4 separate regions of the Zea mays genome follow, and all the other regions are linked to region 3. Evidence: chromatin contacts called from public Hi-C data. All regions are on one chromosome and are shown on one strand. Each heading gives the region's core, a stretch centred on a gene start, on an enhancer-like site or on the middle of the called end of the contact. The rest is flanking DNA. Distances are from core to core; before and after follow the strand shown.

Region 1 (3,245 bases), core at 65-2,564, 150 kb after region 3:
TGGAATGGAAATAGTATTGGCACGCCTCGAAGCTTCTGGGGGAAGTGGGGATAACTAAACGTGCGAGTGCCTGTTATGGAGTACCGGTCGCACACGCGCGCGCGCCTGCCGCGTATATACCAGCACGTTTGTGGTTTCCCCCCCATACAATAGCCGGGCAGATCCAGAGTCCAGACATGAATCCTGCGTTGCATGGCAGCGGTTGGACTGACACCTCCAGCCTCCAGACTCCAGCGTCCAGGGCAGGCTCCAGCTACATCGAAAGGGACCGTCCCTCGGCCACTACACTAATCCGCATCGCCACTTGCGCCCGTGGGTGACGCTTCACCGGCGACTTCCGCGCGCGACTGGTTGTCAATCCGCCAAGACTCGTCGGGGCAATACCGTGGTGCGGTGCGGCTCGGGTCGCCAGTACTAGGTGCCACGCAACAACAAACAAGCAGCAGCGCGGGTGAGCCGTGCCGCCGGATGATGGATCGGCAACGGCAACGCGAGGAGGCTTCCCCTGCGATTCGCTGGGGGGCACGGCATCGGCATGCGCTAAATTCCAAGCAGGCAGGCGCCAACCACCGCCACTTCCTCCTCCTCCAACCTAAATGAGCGTCTGTTTAGTCAAACAGGTGCAGCACCCCGGCCAGGGCCCGGGGCCTACGCCTACGATACATCCCCTATCGCTATCGCGCTCTGTTGTTTTGCACCAATCTGTGCCGGGGGTGCACTATCGCCGTATAACTGTGTATTCGCTGGATATACGTGACTGCGTCTTGTTTTTTCTTTCTTTCTTTCTAGAAAATACAGCATGTGTATATGCATTATCATTAAGGCCAGAAGAGCGCGGCTGTAGCTGTCCAGTTTGGAATGACGTTTTTTTTTTTTGCATTCGTATACCGAATACCGTTAGTCTACACATAGGACCGTCTGAGTTTACATTAAAGATCGAAGCAGCGGAACATTCTCTGACATAGTGGTAACTCAGAAAACAAAAAGGAATGGACGAACGTTGAATCGGTGGAATCATACAGTTTCTGATGGAAGCACAGATCAAAATTTTGGTACTCTTCAACCTGAAGCCGGGAAGAGGCCAAGGCGTGAAGCGCATGGAAAGAAAAAAAAAACAAAGACGAGACGAGACGAGACGAGACGGAAAGCCGGGCTTGCCCGTCCATTAATGACCTAACGGACCCCACGGCGCGCGCCCACCACCAGTCCACCACCCTCCACCGCCCTCCCTCGCAGGCAGGCAGGCAGCCAGAGCCAGAGCCAGCCGGGCAAGCACTGCAGCAGCCATTGTACTCATCACCTCCTTCCCACGCAGCGAGAGGATGACACCACGAGGCAAATAAACCCAGACGTAGTTCAGCTAGCCGCTTCTACCTCCCTCTCCCCCCCCGCCTGCGCGCTGCCGCGAGAGCTCGTTCCTGATGGGGAACTGCGCCGGCGTGGAGGGGAACGCCGAGATCAACCCTTCCTTCAGTGCCCCCAATTCCTCAGGTACTGCAATCTCAGCTTCCTGGTTACTGACTGACACCCAGCGTCCGCCTTCTTAGCTCTGGTTGTTGGAGCGACCTTCTGTTTCTGCTTCCGGTATAGGAGTAAGGCCGGAGCGTTTACTGATCCGTTTCGTTGCACTTCGATCGAGGGGGGAAGGGGGGAAACAAATAACAGCCGGCCTAGATTTGAAATAATCTCCATGCCTTTTTTTTCTTCTTCTTCTTTTGCCCCATCCGACGAGAGTAGAACTATTTACTACTCCATTTCGCGATTGTTGGGAGTCAGAGGTGGTGAGCGAGGATGGCACCGAGCTCCCGTTACAATGCCCAGGTGGTGTATTAGCTAGCCAAATCAGTATGGCGCGTCACGAGGAACAAAGCTTTTTCTTCCTTTGCCTAAATCAGTAGACACGCTTGTGAATTGTGATTCCAGGGACCGCCGGTTCTAAGAGCGTCAGCAAGAACGCGGCCGACACCAGCACCTTCGGCACCAAGACGTCCGGCTCGTCGTCGTCGGTGCCGCCAACCCCTCGTACGGAGGCGGAGATCCTGGAGTCGTCGAATGTCCGCAAGTTCAGCTTCGGCGAGCTCAAAGGCTCCACGAGGAACTTCAGGCCGGACAGCCTGCTCGGGGAGGGGGGCTTCGGGTCCGTGTTCAAGGGGTGGATGGATGAGCGCACGCTCGCGCCCGTCAGGCCGGGCGCCGGGATCATCGTCGCCGTCAAGAAGCTCAAGCTCGACAGCTTCCAAGGGCACCGGGAATGGCTGGTTCGTGTCCCTCCACTCTCCTCTTGTGTTGTTTGGCTCATCACCATAGGTGGCTTTAATCATCTGCGATGACTTTGCAGGCGGAGGTCAATTACCTGGGGCAGTTATCCCACCCTAATCTCGTGAAACTCATCGGCTACTGCTTGGAGGACGAGCAGCGGCTTCTTGTGTACGAGTATATGCCGAGAGGGAGCCTGGAGCATCATCTCTTCAGGAGTAGGCTCTCTCTCGAGTGTTTCGTTCGCGATATCCCTCCATTCTTGGCTTCTCGCTTTATGAAAAAAAGGACTGAATGCTATGGTGTTGCAGGGGGCTCGAACTTCCAGCCGCTCCCATGGAACTTACGCATGAAGGTTGCTCTCGAGGCTGCCAGAGGTCTTGCTTTCCTGCACGGCGACCAGGCCAAAGTTATCTACCGCGATTTCAAGACCTCCAATATCCTTCTCGACTCGGTCTGCTTGCAAAACCGTCCTGTCAATATGTGCAATCCAAACGAACTTCTGTCTAAAGATTCGGAACTCTTTGTTTTACCTTTTATTATATTACAGGAGTACAACGCAAAACTGTCTGATTTCGGTTTGGCAAAGGACGGTCCAAGCGGTGATAAGAGCCATGTTTCTACTAGGGTCATGGGGACACAAGGATACGCTGCCCCTGAATATCTTGCGACAGGTAATCTTTGTAAACATGATTTGGCAGCCAGTAATGTATCGTATTTGTGTCACTGATATTTTTGATGCATTATAATGGCCGTATTAAGAAAGTGGGTAGATTGAACTTTTTTTTTCTTTCATCATAGCTCTTTCTCTTTTATCGATATATTTATTTCATTGTATCTCTCTTTTTTTCGTCCATCTTATCTCTGTAGCCGAGAAAAAAAAATTGTATTTTGGAAGACAATGATACTGATTGCGTGCATGCCATTTAGTTAGATTCGTTTGTTTATTTTTATATGTCATGCCTTTGTATTGTGCTTAGATGGCACAT
Region 2 (3,170 bases), core at 160-2,659, 230 kb after region 3:
GCGCTGAAAGCCGCGTACGGCGTACCCTCGCAGACTTGGGAACGCGCGGCATCTCCGCGACTTGGCCTCCACCGGACGCCTCCAACTCTGACGAGGACCTCTTTTGGAACACCATTTCTGCTCTCCGCTTCGGTTGCTTCAAGTTTACAGGAGGGTTACTTAACAACTGGTGGTTGCGCTGTTCATGGCTTGTCACCAACACAAATCTGCAAGAACACAGTAGCAATCAGCAAATGAAAGCTGGTACTAGTAGGTAGGAAAAAAAAGAAGAGGAAATAATTCATTGGGATCTCCGCAGTGACTTGGGATAAATCTTCTTTAAACCCTCCATTCCATTAATTAAACAGGGAACGATCATAGGAGTACTACTGCGTTTGAAGTAATTAATTACCAAAAGTTATAATCCCAATACCCCAAGCCGATTAACCGAGAGATCTAGTCGTGAAACAGCCAAATGAAAAGAATTTTCAGCAGGCTGCGCTCCAAAAACGAATCAAAACTCAAACACAAAAACAGCAGAAGAAATAGAGAGAATTCATACTTCAACCCGTGATCCGAGTTAAGACCTCAGGTTTTTTCTTGCGAGATGGTTTCGCCACTGAATTTAATGCACAAGCAAATAAATTCGCCAGGTAAACCAGCACGCCAAGCGATCAAAAGGGAGAGTGAGAGAGAGGAGAAGAAAACTTTTTTTTTTAAAAAAAAAACCTCGTGCATCGGAATCCGCGAGGAGCAAGCAACTGCCAAAAGGAAAGCGGGCACGTCGACTAAAAAAAGGAAGAGCGACCGGAAACCTCACAGGCGCACAAGAACGTCGAGAAAAACGTGAATCGAGCGAGGCCAGATCCGATCTCGGCACCCGATCCACAGCAATTCGACGCGAAATTAAGCAAAACCCCACGAATCCAAACCGCGACTCTGAAATGTGCCGGAATCTCGGAAAGACGCGAATTTCACCTCTTTATCCGAGCACAGAGCGGCGGATCGGAGCAAAGCAAGCAGAATTCGGACAAGGATGGACGAAAACAGAGCGGAAGCAAAACCCCAACACAGCAGCGCCTCACAGCGGGGCACCAAGACACGAAACCCAGCCCCAGAACCGCATAATTCGCCAGAATTCCGCGGAACTAGCACGGCGTGCTCACCTCGCCGGCGTCTACGCCCGCCCGCCTCCGATCGCCCTCGGATCGCCGCCTCGCTGCGCTGCTCCGCGGCCGGACTCGCCGAGATCCCTCAGCCCCTGCGGAATTATTCCCCCTCCCCTACCTCTGGGTGCTCCCTCTTCCTCCTCGTCTTGCTTCTCCTCTCCTCTTTTATTTTTATTACCCTTTTCCCCCTTCACCCTCCTTGCTCTCCTCTCCGCCCTCCGCCTTGGTTTTTTCTTCTGGTGGTGGAGGTGCGTGGTGCGGTGGTGTGGGTTGGCCAAAACCCCTCAAAACCACCCCCCCTTCTTAAACCCCCCAACTCCGCCTCGCTTACGCTTACGCCCACGCCATCCCGGGGAGGGGCGTCCACCGGCTGCTCCCGGTTAAACCCCACGCGGCCCCACCCCAACGACCGGTTCCGCCCTCCCGCAGCGTCCACGTGGCGGGGCCACGTGATCCGACGGCAGCGGGCGCCTGTCCCGGCTTACTACAACGGGAGAGACGTCTCCGCGCCCGTGATAAATTCCGCAAATCCAGGCCGTCGGTGTGGGAGCGGACGCGCCAGCCGCGCCGTCGGATCGCACGGTGGCCCTCCAGTCCCTCGTGACCACGAACCCAAGGAGTGATCCCCCGTTAACCGGTGGGGCTTAAGTGAGGAGAATAGCAGGGACGTTTTTAGGAAAGAAACGTGAGGGGGTTAGTAATTATTAACTGCATGTAGACCCACTTCACAGTCTCTCTCACGGAATTAATTCGGGGTTCTCCGTTTTTAAAATATTTTTATTTATAAATTAATCTTTTCATGGAGGGTTTTTGCTGTTTTCGGGCTATTGGTGGTCGGTGGAGAATGTCCACGGGTGATGCCTGAAAAGGTGCTAAGATTCCGGAGCTTCTTCAACGCAGAACCAGATAATTTTTAGATAAGAAATTTGTGGTCTTCATGATTCTAAAATATATACATCTACCATAGAAAAATATGTGCTAGGTCCAGCTGGCATCTCACTCGGCCATTGCCCGGACCAAAGGTGCATACGCAGCATGGAATTTCTAGGGTTTAAGAAAAGTTCATTCTTTGGATTCCAAATTTACAAAGCTACGAAATATTAAATCCACTACTTTAATCTGTATCTAGTCGAAATCCGTTTAGTTCGTTACGGAATAATCATGGATGTCTTTTATTAGAATGGACTGAATTCCTACTGCAGGTTTTGCGTTACTATCTTTGCATAATGGTACCACTGTACGATCAGTTTCCACTATTAGCATTATCAGACAAAGGAACACACATCGGCTGTACAAATTTGCATGGCATGCCATTTGTAGACCCCAAGTCTTATTTGGTTTCTTTCTCGTAATTCTACGTGCACACATACATAGCAACTTTCAAAAATACTTCATCCTCTCAGACAAAAATAGGCAAACATTATTTTACAGCCTTAATGCATTTGTAAACTCTTACTGAGTAGAAACTTGCTTTGTCGTCTCATATAACATATACCTATGTCTCTTATAAAAGACTACCATCTTTAATATCTGCAAACAAGCTATCCATATGTTATACTTAACCTATATCTATATCTCTTTTAAAAGTAAACCCCACTAACTTTAATATCTGCATACAAGCTCCATATGTTATATCTCACTAAACGCCACATCATCCTTAATAAATGCTACACCATCTTTCACTAAATGTTTACTATTTTCAGTATATCAAAAAGTAAGGCATCCACGTCATACTATTTGTTTGGCCGACATATCCTTCTATAATTTCATCTACTATATCATGTAGGTGTTTTACTTGATTTTCTCATTAGCACGTCATATTTAGTATATCTATCTCATACATGGGATGATGCAACAATTTTATTTCTAAGAAACCCCATAGCCATTCACGAGGTAAATTTCTATTATATTAGATGGACAAATCATTTCCACTTTGCTGAACTAAAATACCTCATGCACTCATGATTTGTGCTCGTATCGTGTATTTACATTCATACGAACTTGTATTTTTATGGTTTGGAT
Region 3 (2,787 bases), core at 172-2,671:
ATCTTGATCGGTACAGTAACGGCACCGTGCCCGTGCGGGGCCCAAACGAGTGAGTGAACGACGACAGGAGGACTAGCGCTGCCTGTCCCAGTGCGTACGGATAGCACAAAACAGCTCCGGCCGGGCAACTGGGCAAGGCGCCAGGACCACCACCTCACGTACGTCGTCGGTACGTGGAGGTTTAATCAAGAGGAAGAAAGAAAAAAAAGTCTTTTCGCGTTTCCATCAAAGCCAGCCACGCCGTGCCGGTACTGCGTCGAACGGAGCAACTCGTAACCACCGATCGAGCCGCACGACTCACCGCCCGGCGGCCGCCCACGGTGGTCGATCCAAAAGCTCGTTCGCCGAATGGACATTGGCGCGCCATGACGGCAAAAATACGCCTGCGGGTGAAGAAGGATCACTGTCCAGCCCGCGCAGCGGCGCCGGAGATGGACGCGCGGTTCGGCAATGCGATTCACGGGACGCGACTGCGCGCTCGCTGCGGCGGCAACGCTGCATCTAGCTTCCGCGTCCGCGACTGACAGGCGTAGGGAACGCAAGCGATCAACTCTCGTGCAGGGTGGACCAGTAGCCTGTGCTGTAGCCGTTACTACGCATCACGCATGCATGTCAGGAAAACGGGCGCGCACTCGTGCTTGGCAGTTTTTTCGATGACGCAGACGCAGACGCAGCTGAGATGACGAGGCCATGAGGACTCGCCATGTAGACTCGAAGGCGCCATGGATCAGCAAGGGAGAAGTGGTGCGAGCAACTGCGATCTGGAAAGCTCACACGCGGACTCGCGACTCTCGAATCTCGATCTATCCAGGCATCGGATCAGTAGAGACGACATGCATATCTGATACATGGATTGCGGAACAAGGACGGACTACTCATGAGCCTGCCGTGAGCTCGTCGGAACACGGAAATATACGATGAGCGCAGCGTATCCCAAGTGTAAATACGTATCCAGCGCTATCTTTACTCACGAGTACGTGGGATGCGAGACCACCATACGCCGACGAACGATCGGTTTCGTGCCCGAACGCAACAAACAACGCCAACTTGTACAATTCGTCACCGGACAGCTGTCTGTTATTCCTGAAATATACGAAACGGTATACCGCTGTTTATTCTTCCTGTCGTATACGAAACGGATACGATAGTTTCGAATCCAGGACAGTGACAGACGCCCTCGTAAAACTTCTCCGAAAAAATATCCCCTATTTAAATGAAGACATACTCACCGCCACGGATATTTTATTCGAGAGAGGATTTTTATTTTCGTTTTTCGCAAAGGGTTACCGGAGAAGGAAAAAAAGGTTCAATCAGGAGGAGCGAGAGGGGCAAAAAAAAAAGCCTTAAAAAACTACAGGGAAGTGCACGCAGTATATTTTAAGCAGCTCTGCACTCCCCCCTGCTCTCTCCCAGTCCCAGTCCCAGTCCCAGTCCCAGGACAGTCCCGTCAGCAGCCACTTCCCCGGCCCCTCCCGCTCCTGCTCGCCGGAGGCCGGGCCGGCGGCGATGGGGCACGGCGCTAGCTGCGGCCGACCAAGCGAGGAGGTAGACTTCTTCGGCGCGGCGCAGTCCGGGGACATGGCCCGCCTCGCCGCCGCTCTTCGCTCCCGCCCCACCTTGCTCAGCCGCACCACGCTCTTCGACCGCCTCTCCGCGCTCCACATCGCCGCCGCACACGGCCACCTCCAGGTACGAGCTCCCATCTCACTTAGCTTTTGATCTCTCCCAGCCTCGCCACCAACCTGTACATCTTCTGGTTTGTTGCCGGCATGGATGTTGACGCATTCGGCGTGCGATTGCTTAACCTTCTCTCTCTCTCCCTCTACTGCTCTACAGGTGGTCTCCCTGGCATTGGATCTTTGCGTGCACCCCGACGTCGTTAACCGCCACAAGCAGGTTAGCTCCCGCCCGCCGCTGGTCCGCATCTCCTTCCCCTCGTCCCCTGTTACTACCCGCTGACACCTCCGGCCTCCAATCTGTTGCCGCAGACGGCGTTGATGCTCTCGGCGATGCACGGGAAGACCGACTGCGTCCGCCGGCTGCTCGACGCCGGCGCCAATGTGAGCCTCTAAATGGATCCTGCGCGTTATTATCAGTTCTCGGAGTCGGGCAGGCTACTAAATGGCGTCTCCGATTTGGGCGTGCAGATCGTGATGTTCGATTCCTCGCACGGGCGGACGTGCCTGCACTACGCAGCGTACTACGGGCACGCGGACTGCCTCCGGACCATCCTCTCGGCGGCGGCCAAGTCCGCGCCGGTCTCGGAATCCTGGTTGGCCTTCGTCGCCCCGGCCGTCTCGCCGCTGCTCTCTGGCCCCTTTGCTAATGTGTTCTCAGCTGTGGAGGTGCAGGGGGTTCGCGCGCTTCGTGAACGTGCGGGACGACACCGGAGCGACGCCGCTGCACCTCGCGGCGAGGCAGGGCTGGCGGCGCTGCGTCCACGTCCTACTCGAGAACGGCGCCATCGTGTCTGCTTCCAGTGGCGCCTTCGGGTGAGGATTCCTGCCCTGCCCTGCCCGGCTGCCCCCCTCACCCTCCCATATCATGTCAAACGACTTATTTTTATGTGAAAAAAATCGCTCCTTTTGAGGAAAGCTGTGTGTCATACATTTGACTCGAGCGCTCGCTCCTGCAGATTCCCGGGCAGCACGCCGCTGCATTTGGCCGCGCGCGGCGGCAACCTGGACTGCGTCCGGCAACTGCTGTCCTGGGGCGCCGACCGCCTCCAGCGAGACTCCGTCGGGTGAGCGAGCATTTTTTTTCTTTTTCTTGTTTTCGCAGCACCAC
Region 4 (3,153 bases), core at 261-2,760, 220 kb before region 3:
CTGTTCCAGCATGGAGCTTGATGCTATAGATCCATGCCAACCAGACAACCACACTCTCTGGGCATATTTCTTCTGCTCATAAGAGTTTACACTAGCATCGCAGGCTATTCTTATCCACCTGCACCACAGAAATGGAATGGAAAGTGCAACTGCCCAAATGCCACAAACCTACAGGAAGTTAACTTTTGAGCAGTGATAATGTTCAACCAGGTACGTAATCAACCTAGCAGCAAATAAAAATAGTATGGAGTAATTACATAGTGAGTTTTCACTCCATATTTCACAGAAATGTGCAGCTACGAAGCTCCTAGGTACTATCTTTATATGGCATATTAAGACCTAAAAGGCACAAACTAAGGGGGTGTTTGGTTTCTAGGGACTAATGTTTAGTCCCTATATTTTATTCCATTTTAGTTCCAAAATTGCTAAATATAGAAACTAAAGCTTTATTTTAATTTCTATATTTAGCAATTTATAGACTAAAAAGGAATAAAATGAAGAGACTAAACATTAGTCCCTAGAAACCAAACACCCCCTAAACAACTTTGGAATATGATGATACTGCCAGTTACACCATAATTAGGTCTATAATAGGATCCAAGTGACATAACATGGTTTGACCAAATCTAAAATATATTCGTAAACAAAAAAAAGGTAACACCTATGATATTTGACAGACTTGTTCAACGGCATCAAACAATGTCAAATGCCCTGACTCGGCATTGATTTGACAACAAGATATTCCAAAAGACCAAACCTAGTGAAACCTTCATCAAGTAGTTCACATTTCATAATAACCCAAAAGGGTGGGCAGGCAAAAACTTAAATTCCGTAGTGTGCAGTCGGGAATGCTTAATTCCGTAGTGTTAACACAGATAAATTCCTTCCGAATGGCCAGGAAAATTATCTTACCTCCACAGCGAAATCATAATTTGTCACGAAAGTCGGTAAACAGAAGAAAATTTAGGCAGCCGAGCATAAGCAAGTCTCACCAGGAAGATCTTGCTGCCGCTGCTGCCGAGCTGGAGCAGATCCCTGGCGGCGTGGAGCGCCTCCCTGAGCCGCCGTAGCGCGGCCTCCGATGCCACCGTAAGTGGCGTGGGCGCTTCCTTGGCCTCCTCCAGCATGGGCACGAGGAGCCGGATCCGCCGCGACAGGTTGCAGAACTGACGCCGGTACGAGTTCCTGAAGTCCGAGATGGCCGCGATCTCGCTCACAAGCTCGACCAACCGCTCAACCACCTGGCTCTCCCCATCCGCCGCCTCAACCCTTGCCTCCGTCTCCGCCGTTTCTGAGCTCGAGGGCGGCAGCGGAGCGGCGGCCGCCGCGGCTTCCGCGCCAGCGTCGGTGTTCACATCCGATTTAGGAGCAGACTTAGATTCGTCATCCATGGCAGCAGACCAAACGCTCAAGCTCGGGCCTCGGCCTGCGCAGCACGGTGGCCGGAGACACGGGATTGTGGGTTTGTGGCCGAGCAGGGGGGAGGGGATTTGGAGCAGGGGAGAGAAGCGGCCGAGGCTCCTGCTCCTGCCTCGGCTAGTATAGCTTCGCTCTGCCGTGCGGGACTGCCAATCGGTCCCACCGGTCAGCGTCATCCTCTCGCTCTCCCCGAGCCGCTGCCTCCCTCCGCGGCTCCGCCGCGCCGGCTCGGCTTGCTTCCGGCTCGTGCACCGAAATGGTAGACCCTGGAGTGAGAACCTCAACGGCGGGACCGCCGTCGGTGCATGAGCTGGGTTCAGGAGATCAGTAGCAGCTTTCGGGCTGGGAGTTGTTGCCTGCGAATGGTTTATTTGTTTTCTGTTACAGTAAATGACGAATGTGTTTCGCTTTTTTATCGGCTTTTGCTTTTGGATGGACGGGAACTCGAACAAAACCAAAAAAACGAATGGATTTTTGTGGCTTAAAACACTTTCTAATCAGAGCGGCTCAAGGTAGGCCCGGTGGTTTGCCCACACCACACCAGTGACACCACAGCCCACAGGGAAGGATTAGGGGTGGTTGCAACCGGCAAAGCGAGCGAGCGCAACCAGCCAACAATTACGTCAGCGAAAATTTTAAACGTGGCTTCTTCTGGAGGATTTGTCGATGTCAGAAGCAGATAGTGACGTAAGATAGGCTCATCTCAAAACACACCAGAAACCATTTTCTTTTGCAGATGATGGGTAATAATAGACTAGGTCGTCAAGGTTAGAATTTATGTATTGCATCAGGCCCTCGGAGTTGAATTCGATAAGCATTAGAAATCCTAACTGACTCTGCGTACGTGTGGACCGTCCACGTTACTACCGCAGACCGTTCGGATTGCGGACCATCCGGCTTTGGGACCAGACCGTCCGTGCTGCATTTTCTGTGTTCAACAGATTCTTTTGTAACAATATGTCTGTTGTCCAAACACATGCTGCGTTTTTGATATTATAATAAATTAGAACTATATCAGTGAGGTACTAAAACGAAATATTAGGATATTTTTAAATAAGAGGGGACAACTCATATTTTAAATAGAGTACTGACCCAAGCCCACATTATATCAGCTCAGAAGTTCAGAAGTTCAGAGAAACAGCCCATATTTCACACAGGGCATTTCGGTTCGGGGCATTTCGGTCCGGCGGGATCGAAACTCTCGCACCCGAGAGCCCTTTATATCCGCTAGGGTTTACGCGCATTTTTGCTCCTCACTGCCGCGCCGCCACCCTCTACAGGTGAATGTAACGAATCCGCCGCGGGCGTCATCTCCTCTTCCCACCTCGACTCGCCTTGCTCGCCGGCGGCGGCCTTTTCTTCGCCGAGCGGCGAGCCGCCCATGTTGAGCTCGTGGCTGATCTGATGGGCTTGTTGTGATCTCCTGCAGATAAGGAAGAGGAGGAGGGCAGGATGTCGCACCGTAAGTTCGAGCACCCGAGGCACGGCTCCCTCGGCTTCCTTCCCAGGAAGCGCTCCTCCCGTCACCGCGGCAAGGGTACGCGCGCATCTCTTACTCCCTCTTGTTCGCTTGCCTTGTTCCGATACGTGTCATCTGAAATGTTCTACCCTTCAACCTTTAGAACTTGAAGTATTATTTATGTTCCTTTTATTTAAACAACCTGTACTCCGCTAGTGGTGTTGTTAAGTAATAATTTTCATAGGGTTGTCGTCCGTCAGTGAAGGATTGTCTAT

The links. Hi-C and Micro-C count contacts between places; a contact is called where the count stands out from the background.
Region 1: a contact with region 3 is called in a Hi-C map of bundle sheath, with 2.6 times the contacts expected there. The contact joins the promoter of LOC100282988 here to the promoter of LOC107305680 in region 3. A contact is called at or near these places in 5 of 25 Hi-C or Micro-C datasets (bundle sheath, endosperm, leaf and 1 more).
Region 2: a contact with region 3 is called in a Hi-C map of leaf, with 4 times the contacts expected there. The contact joins the promoter of LOC542534 here to the promoter of LOC107305680 in region 3. A contact is called at or near these places in 2 of 25 Hi-C or Micro-C datasets (both in leaf).
Region 4: a Hi-C map of ear shows a contact between it and region 3, with 1.9 times the contacts expected there. The contact joins the promoter of LOC100502260 here to the promoter of LOC107305680 in region 3. A contact is called at or near these places in 3 of 25 Hi-C or Micro-C datasets (ear, leaf and tassel).

The regions. Positions count from the first base shown.
Region 1 is chr1:40,366,119-40,369,363 of Zm-B73-REFERENCE-NAM-5.0, reverse strand. LOC100282988 (protein kinase APK1A) reads left to right here and starts at 1,314. Exons shown (of 6, transcript NM_001155892.1): 1 at 1,314-1,491; 2 at 1,924-2,258; 3 at 2,339-2,474; 4 at 2,568-2,710; 5 at 2,807-2,930. The coding sequence starts at 1,422.
Region 2 is chr1:40,288,902-40,292,071 of Zm-B73-REFERENCE-NAM-5.0, reverse strand. It overlaps LOC542534 (initiator-binding protein 2), which reads right to left and starts at 1,409. Exons shown (of 10, transcript NM_001324298.1): 1 at 1,146-1,409; 2 at 26-206. The coding sequence starts at 115.
Region 3 is chr1:40,521,552-40,524,338 of Zm-B73-REFERENCE-NAM-5.0, reverse strand. It overlaps LOC107305680 (Putative E3 ubiquitin-protein ligase XBAT31), which reads left to right and starts at 1,421. Exons shown (of 8, transcript NM_001320809.1): 1 at 1,421-1,689; 2 at 1,837-1,896; 3 at 1,989-2,060; 4 at 2,148-2,272; 5 at 2,352-2,492; 6 at 2,636-2,743. The coding sequence starts at 1,507.
Region 4 is chr1:40,739,258-40,742,410 of Zm-B73-REFERENCE-NAM-5.0, reverse strand. It overlaps LOC100502260, which reads right to left and starts at 1,510. Exons shown (of 4, transcript NM_001363251.1): 1 at 993-1,510. The coding sequence starts at 1,391. LOC100192516 (60S ribosomal protein L3-1) reads left to right here and starts at 2,692. Exons shown (of 5, transcript NM_001137736.1): 1 at 2,692-2,956. The coding sequence starts at 2,872.